2 separate regions of the Sorghum bicolor genome follow, and region 1 is linked to region 2. Evidence: chromatin contacts called from public HiCAR-type data. All regions are on one chromosome and are shown on one strand. The core of a region is the stretch at or near the end of the contact, and the rest is flanking DNA. Distances in the headings are between cores, read along the strand shown. Region 1 holds the start of LOC8062218 (kxDL motif-containing protein 1). Region 2 holds the start of LOC8062216 (U3 snoRNP-associated protein-like YAOH).

Region 1 (3,304 bases), core at 721-3,220, 47 kb before region 2:
TAGTGAGTACATAAAGTGCTAGAAAATACCGTTCTCCTAAAGAATCAAGTGCTTCTCAATTTCTTAGAGATCGTAGGTGCCTAAGAGGTACATTCCTCTATTCCAAAAGGAAAAGTTATACAACAGCTACATCCATTTAGTTATGTACATTTGAGGATCGTAATTAATAAATAGTAAGGTTTAGAAACAACCAAACTCTATAATGTTGGAATCTTGGGCTGTTTGCAACAAGAAGCTAAATTTGCAGGTATTGACTACTAACAAACGGTACTCTGCTCAGTGAATCATTGGAAAAATTCAAGTTTTCTTAAGATAAAATCCTAAAAAGTATATCAAGTGATAACATGAACTTGTAGATCAAATTGCTCTCTTAATTATTAGATAGGATTCCCAGAATTTCTAAACAGATTCTGACAACCTGATATCAACAAAACCTTTCACAGAATGCACATCTAGTTTGGAAGTCAAGTTCCATCCATAATTAAGTTGGATTCTGATATGCCAGCACAAGACAAGGCATACCTTCTTAAGTCATCATTAGTCGTTAATAGCACACATAGCTTTTCCTCTGTAAGCTTTTGTCAGTTAAAGCAAATACTAGTTTGGGATTTGATAGGATCATCTTACTTCTAGTTCTAGTAAAGATAGTCATACAAGTGAAGGGCTTTAACATACATGTCTAAACAATAATACAGTTTAGAACATCTTGTAATTAATACAATAAGAAGGAAAACTAAACTAATGCAACCTTAACTAAATGTAATACCATAAAAGTTTAGGATCATAACCCTAGGCAGGTTCCTTTTTCTTTGAAACATGATCATGGAATTCATCATGCTATCATATTTGGCAAATACATATGTCACATGTAAATATTAAAATCTGTTCTTATTATGTCTGTAACTGTAATGCAAATTTTGAAATATTTAACTGAACTTCTAATTGAGTGCATTTGTTCACACCAATTTCAATTAAACAAAATTTTCTAAATAATACAATTCCATTTTCATATGATTTAACCACTGGAAGGTGCCATGTATGAACTATAATACTGTTTAGAACATCTTGTAATATTAGTAGAAACAGGGCAAGCTAAACTAATGCAAGCTTCACTAACTACAGATACTATAAAAGTTTAAATTGTCAAATATGCCTTTTACATGACTAAGAATATGCATGAACCCAAAATAGCAACAGGTGTCCGTTCAATGGCAGAGAAGTTTCAATTCCTTTGATCAAATGCAGAAATGGAAAACCAGGTTTAAGCGCCACAATGACCATTTGTTTAACTGTGAACTCTATACATGGATCCATGTGAAATTTTAGTAAGCACCTAGGAAATATTTTTCAGAGAAACAAAAGGCGAAGAGTAATAAGGGCAGCACATGTCAGGACACTCTTTAGATGATGAATCATCATCAGGCATGGAAGCAATCGAGCAACAAATTACTAATTTACTATAGGTGGTTGATTGGTGACTTCTTCATAGACTCAGTGGCAATTGTAAGCAAGGAGGCAACAACTGCAATGGCAAATAGCCAATTATATCGCACTGAACCTAGGCCCAGAACCGTCTAAAAATCTGTCGAGGGGAATACCCAAAAATATCTCAATTAGCACGCTAGGCACACAGCAACTGAAAGCCACAGCAGTAGTACTGATGAATCAGAACATCTGAACCATTCAGGGCTCGACGGAATCGGGGATGGAAGGAGGGGGAGTGGGCGAGCTCACATGAGGTGCTGCGTCTGCCTGATGGAGGCGATGTCATCGGGGTCGACGAGCGACCTGAACCGCTCGGCCACCTCCTCCGCGGCTGCCGAAGGGGCAGGCTCCGGTAGCGGCTTCTCCATGGCTTCACCGCCTCCGCCGTCCCTGTTGCTCCCAACGCGGCACCGCGGCTGTGGATTCCCCCTCCGGCCTCCGCTCCGGGGTCCGGGTCGAAGCGCTGCGACCTGCGAGCGATTGGGCCAAAACAGATCGAAAATTTTCCGGGTGGGAGGGATTGGGGAGCCCGAGCGTCAGTTGGACACTCGGACTGGACCCTCGTGGTGCCGCTTCACTTGGGCCAAAACGGATTTCTGTTGCTGGATGGGACTGTGAGTTCAGTCCGTCTGGCAACCAGCCTCTGGGCTTATAAAGTGGCCCATCGTAAACATTGATCGGCCCATGGAAATAAATAGGCTGCTTCCATTTGTGTGTGTGTGTGTGTGAATTACAGTACGGAATACAACTAGGCAGCTAGTCTTAATATGATTTCATCAGAGTTTTATGGGCATTAAATATGCTGACGTAATACCGTATTAATAAAGTGAGAGATAATAAAAGTTTCATGGGAGTCATCCCCATAAACTTTTCTGCACTGTTTCCAAAATTAGATGTGTTGAAAACTAAGACATGAAACTCTATGTTGAGACATCGTCGCCATAGGTGTGTTTCTATGGATGGACACGTCTGTTATAACTAAAACAATAACATAGTTAAATCATGTATGATAAATTGAGAAAAATACAAACGCACACGTCGACAGACAAATCACTACTACTGAAAATAGCGTCATTAAATTCTAAAATAGATCTAGAAAAACATAAGCAACTGTATCATAGTCCAGAAAATAAATTCAAGTAGACAGCTTTCACCATAAGGAATCTAACTATGTGTTTACAGGCTCCATCAAATTCACTACCATAAGAAAACAGGATACTGTTAAAACTGATTAAGCATAACATGATGAAGCGAAAGTACATTAGCATCAATGCCACGATTCCGTTGGAATCAATGAATGTGATATGGATTTAGACAAATATTTATCCAGATTGACATTCCCTTCATTCCAAAATTATAAAATGTTTTTATTTTTCTAGACACATAACTATACACACTTAGATACACACTATGTCTAGACATAGTAAAAGCAATATAACTAAAAAAATCAAAACGCTTTATAATTTGGAAAGAACAATGGACACTCTTTTTAGGACATAGGAGCATCTCCTGGAGTACTCCATATCCCTTCCTCATCCATATTTTTTGGAAAAAAGGAGAAAAACTCATCTCCCAAAGTACCTCATATCCCCTTTCCATCTATTGGCAATTGGCAAATAGACCGGTATCGTGCGTAAAATTGTGCGCAACCTTTGTCACGCGTATTGCTCTTCCCCACACCGTCTTCTGAAGGTGGAAGGGTGTGAGAAAGAATAGAGAGTAGAAAAGATTTCCGGATGCAAATTTAAGAGAGAGAGAGTAAAAGTGATTATGATATTAGAAATAATATAGGATTCCTGATGTAAAATTGTCTTATTTT
Region 2 (3,334 bases), core at 147-2,646:
GCTGGGAATCGGAATCGTGCGAAACTGGGTTCTACCTATTCTTTTCTCATCGAGTTCTAGAGGAATGCAATAATAAAGAAAGATCTTGATTCTATCTTTCCTCCCTGCTTAGGAAAGTTCGAGTTGCTGGGCCTCAGAGCAAGGAATGCTGGAGGAATCGAATTCGAACAGCCGCCAGGGGGTGTTTAGTTCCCCTTTTTCCCCAAAAAAAACTTGGGTTTCGGTCCATTATTTTGCATAATGGAACTAAACACCATGCAAATTTTTTGGCAAAAAGGTAGTCATTCTCCATTTCGGATTTTGGCCTCAAGAGGCCAAAAAAACCCCAAAAAGAGCCTCAAGATGCTCTTATGAGGGCAATAAATTCTGCATTTTGGATGGAACTCTAAACATGACCCTGAAAATTTTGGCATTTTGCATTTCATCACTCCAAAGTAGTTGGCATTTTGCATTTTGTATTCTATGGGGAACTAAACACCCCCTTAATTAATCCCTGGGCCAACAAATGGTGTTCCTATTCTAAGCACTGATTTGCAGCCCCCTCTCCCAACCCCAAGACAGGGTTGTAATGTAATTTGCTTCAAGGGGAATTAACCAGTAGCTAAAGAGCACTCTCCACTCCAATCACTACCCTAAACCAAAAGAGGTTCTGTTCCTTCATTTGTGAAATTACGAACTGGGGTCACATGCAAACCCCAAATGAGTTACTCAATGGTAGTGGAGCGGGTAAATACAGTAAACTCCCACATAAACAGATACGTAGTACAACTGACAAACTACCATTCTGGAGATAACTCGAGGGGAATTTGTTTCTGACCTCGCGGCAATCTCCCTCCGCTTCCTGCCGCTCTCCTCGAGCTGCTTCCTCTGCAGGATCTCCGCCACCCGTCTCCCTCCCGACTCGTCCTCGTCCTCGTCGTCATCCTCCTGCCCCCTCTTAGCGACCTCAGTGACCTTCTGCAGCCACTCCTTCGCCATACGCATCTTCTTCTCCCCCACCGTCTCCTCGTCCTCCTCCTCGCCGCCCCCGTCCCCATCCTCATCAAATCCGCCACCAACCGCAGCCACGCCGCCGTCGTCGTCGCTGTCCTCGCTCTCGATGTCCTCGTCACGGCCCCCGCGGCGGCGCTTGGGCTCGGACTCGAAGAAGGGGTCGTCGTCCCCTCCGCCGCCGCCACGTCGGGAGCCCGGGCGGGGCTTGGGGCGCGAGGCCCGCTTGCGGGGGCGCGGCGCCATGGTGTCTGGTGGGGAAAGCGAGCGCTCACGCTTGCGCTAGGATTTCGGTGGAAGGCAACGCGGTGTTTCGCCGCCGCCGCCGCCGCCGGGGGGTGAGCACGAGAGTTTGGGGGAAGCGAGTCAAGCGACGGGCGGCGGAAAGGCGAGGGTTTAAGACAGGAGTGGAGTTGCGGACGAGGGCTTAACCGGTCGGCGGCGGCTAACCTGAATTTTGGGCCGGATGGGGTTGAATAGAGTCTGGGCCGAGCTTCTCCCGGAATGTAAATTGGGTCGATTTGCTCCTATATTTTTCTACATTTGTTGGGCCCTCTTACTGTGACTGAAAACGGGGGCACACTCGACGGCCGACCGTAAGTTTAGGATAGCAACGAATGAGGAATTGAGGAATGAGGATAGATGATGATCCAAAAATTCTCATTCACACGACAATAGTTGACCAAACAAGATAATTCAGATGGGTGAAATAATCCCGATTGATCAACCAAAGGCAAGCAAGCAGCATCGATAGAGGGATCAGCTTACAATTAGATGCAATCCAAACCCTAATAAGATTCTTCCACAGCTACTCCAGTAACTATGAACGGTTTGGCATTATGAAAGATATACTCCCTCTATTCTGTAATATAGTACATCTTAGGGTTTCTAAGACAAATTAAGAAAAAACGTAAAGATGTATGTATTTTTATTTTATTTCCTGATCAAGCATTATCTCTAACGTGATTGATGGTGATTAGTCGATAAACAAAAAGTATTTAATGTAAAATTGGTTTTTGTTCTCGGGAATGTATTATGTTTGAGGATATATTATATTACTAGACGGAGGGAGTACATGTGTACTTGCGGGGGGGCTCAGAGCCTGCAGATGATAGATCTTTCGGCATATTGCCAAATGGCAAATAATTTGATGAATTGGTGATACAAAAATTCATATATAAAACAGCTAAATGCGAATATTCAAATATGTCGATCAAATCCCTTTTTTGTGTTGTATACCAAAGTGTGAATGATGAACTTATCTGGGCTGTACAAATGAAAGAAGAATCAACATACTACAAAAGAGGTTAGCCAATTCATAAGTCATGACTAAAAGATGGAGGTCAGGTGGGATACGGTACAAATGAAGCTCAACTTCACTTGCAAAAAGCAGCTTCCACGTAGCTACACAGAAAGGCAACTTATTATTGTTGAAAATGAATGCATTAGGCTTAACGGTTAACCACACCTTGAGCACACTCTACGTCTCAACAACGGCGGCTGGTCACCAGGAGACGAAAAAAAAATACATTGTCCAATATACATTGTACGGACCTAGTAACTCAACACGAATAAGTCTGAAGATTTGTACAAACTTATGTTCGCCTGTCAGCGACTAACAACCATAGTGTAGCACTTTATATTCACGATTACATCTCCCTTCATTACACGCCGTTATGGACGGCGCCTCGTGCCGGCTTGTCGTCGCCGTTCTCCACCTTGGCGATGGCAGACTCGGCGGCGAGCGCCTTGGCCGTGTCGTAGGACGCGTGCAGGCCGACGAAGAGGTAGTAAACCAGCAGCGCGGCCGTCCAGTACCCGAAGCGCATGAACGACTTGGAGTCGATGGAGCCCAGGAGGAAGACGTTGATGGCGATGGACGCCGACGGCAGCCACGGCACCAGCGGCACGCCCCACAGCTTGGGCGCCCTGGCCTGCGGCACGAACGCCCACAGGCACACCGTGGACACGAACCACGCGGTCACCGTCACCGCGTACGGCACCCACCCGTTGATGTCGACGCCCCAGCACGTCGCCGTCGCCGTCGACGTGGCGAGGATGGCGGCGATGCACGCCGCCAGCTTGTTCCGGTTGGCGGTCGTGGTCTCCCCGGCGACGTAGTAGCGGCGGACCAGCAGCGCGACGGCGACGAGCTTGAAGATGAAGAGCGTGGAGATGGAGAGGAGGTTGGAGAGGATGCCGAGGTCGGTGAAGAAGGCGATGACGGCGGTGGCGACGAGCATGACGACGGTGGCGTTGACGGGCGTCCCCGTGCGCGGGTGCACCTGCGCGAGCCACGGCGGCATCATGTGCGTCCGGGCGATGTGCGTGAGGTACCGCGCCT

Evidence for each region. HiCAR-type assays count read pairs that join an accessible place to other places.
Region 1: a contact with region 2 is called in a HiCAR-type map of leaf, with 2.3 times the contacts expected there. The contact joins the promoter of LOC8062218 here to the promoter of LOC8062216 in region 2. A contact is called at or near these places in 1 of 4 Hi-C or Micro-C datasets (leaf) and 1 of 1 datasets of contacts at active chromatin or transcription factors (leaf).

Annotation. Positions count from the first base shown.
Region 1 is chr1:12,759,308-12,762,611 of Sorghum_bicolor_NCBIv3, reverse strand. LOC8062218 (kxDL motif-containing protein 1) reads right to left here and starts at 1,970. Exons shown (of 3, transcript XM_002464136.2): 1 at 1,735-1,970. The coding sequence starts at 1,853.
Region 2 is chr1:12,712,197-12,715,530 of Sorghum_bicolor_NCBIv3, reverse strand. LOC8062216 (U3 snoRNP-associated protein-like YAOH) reads right to left here and starts at 1,396. Exons shown (of 7, transcript XM_002464134.2): 1 at 818-1,396. The coding sequence starts at 1,236. It overlaps LOC8062215 (cationic amino acid transporter 1), which reads right to left. Exons shown (of 2, transcript XM_002464133.2): 2 at 2,424-3,334. The coding sequence ends at 2,655.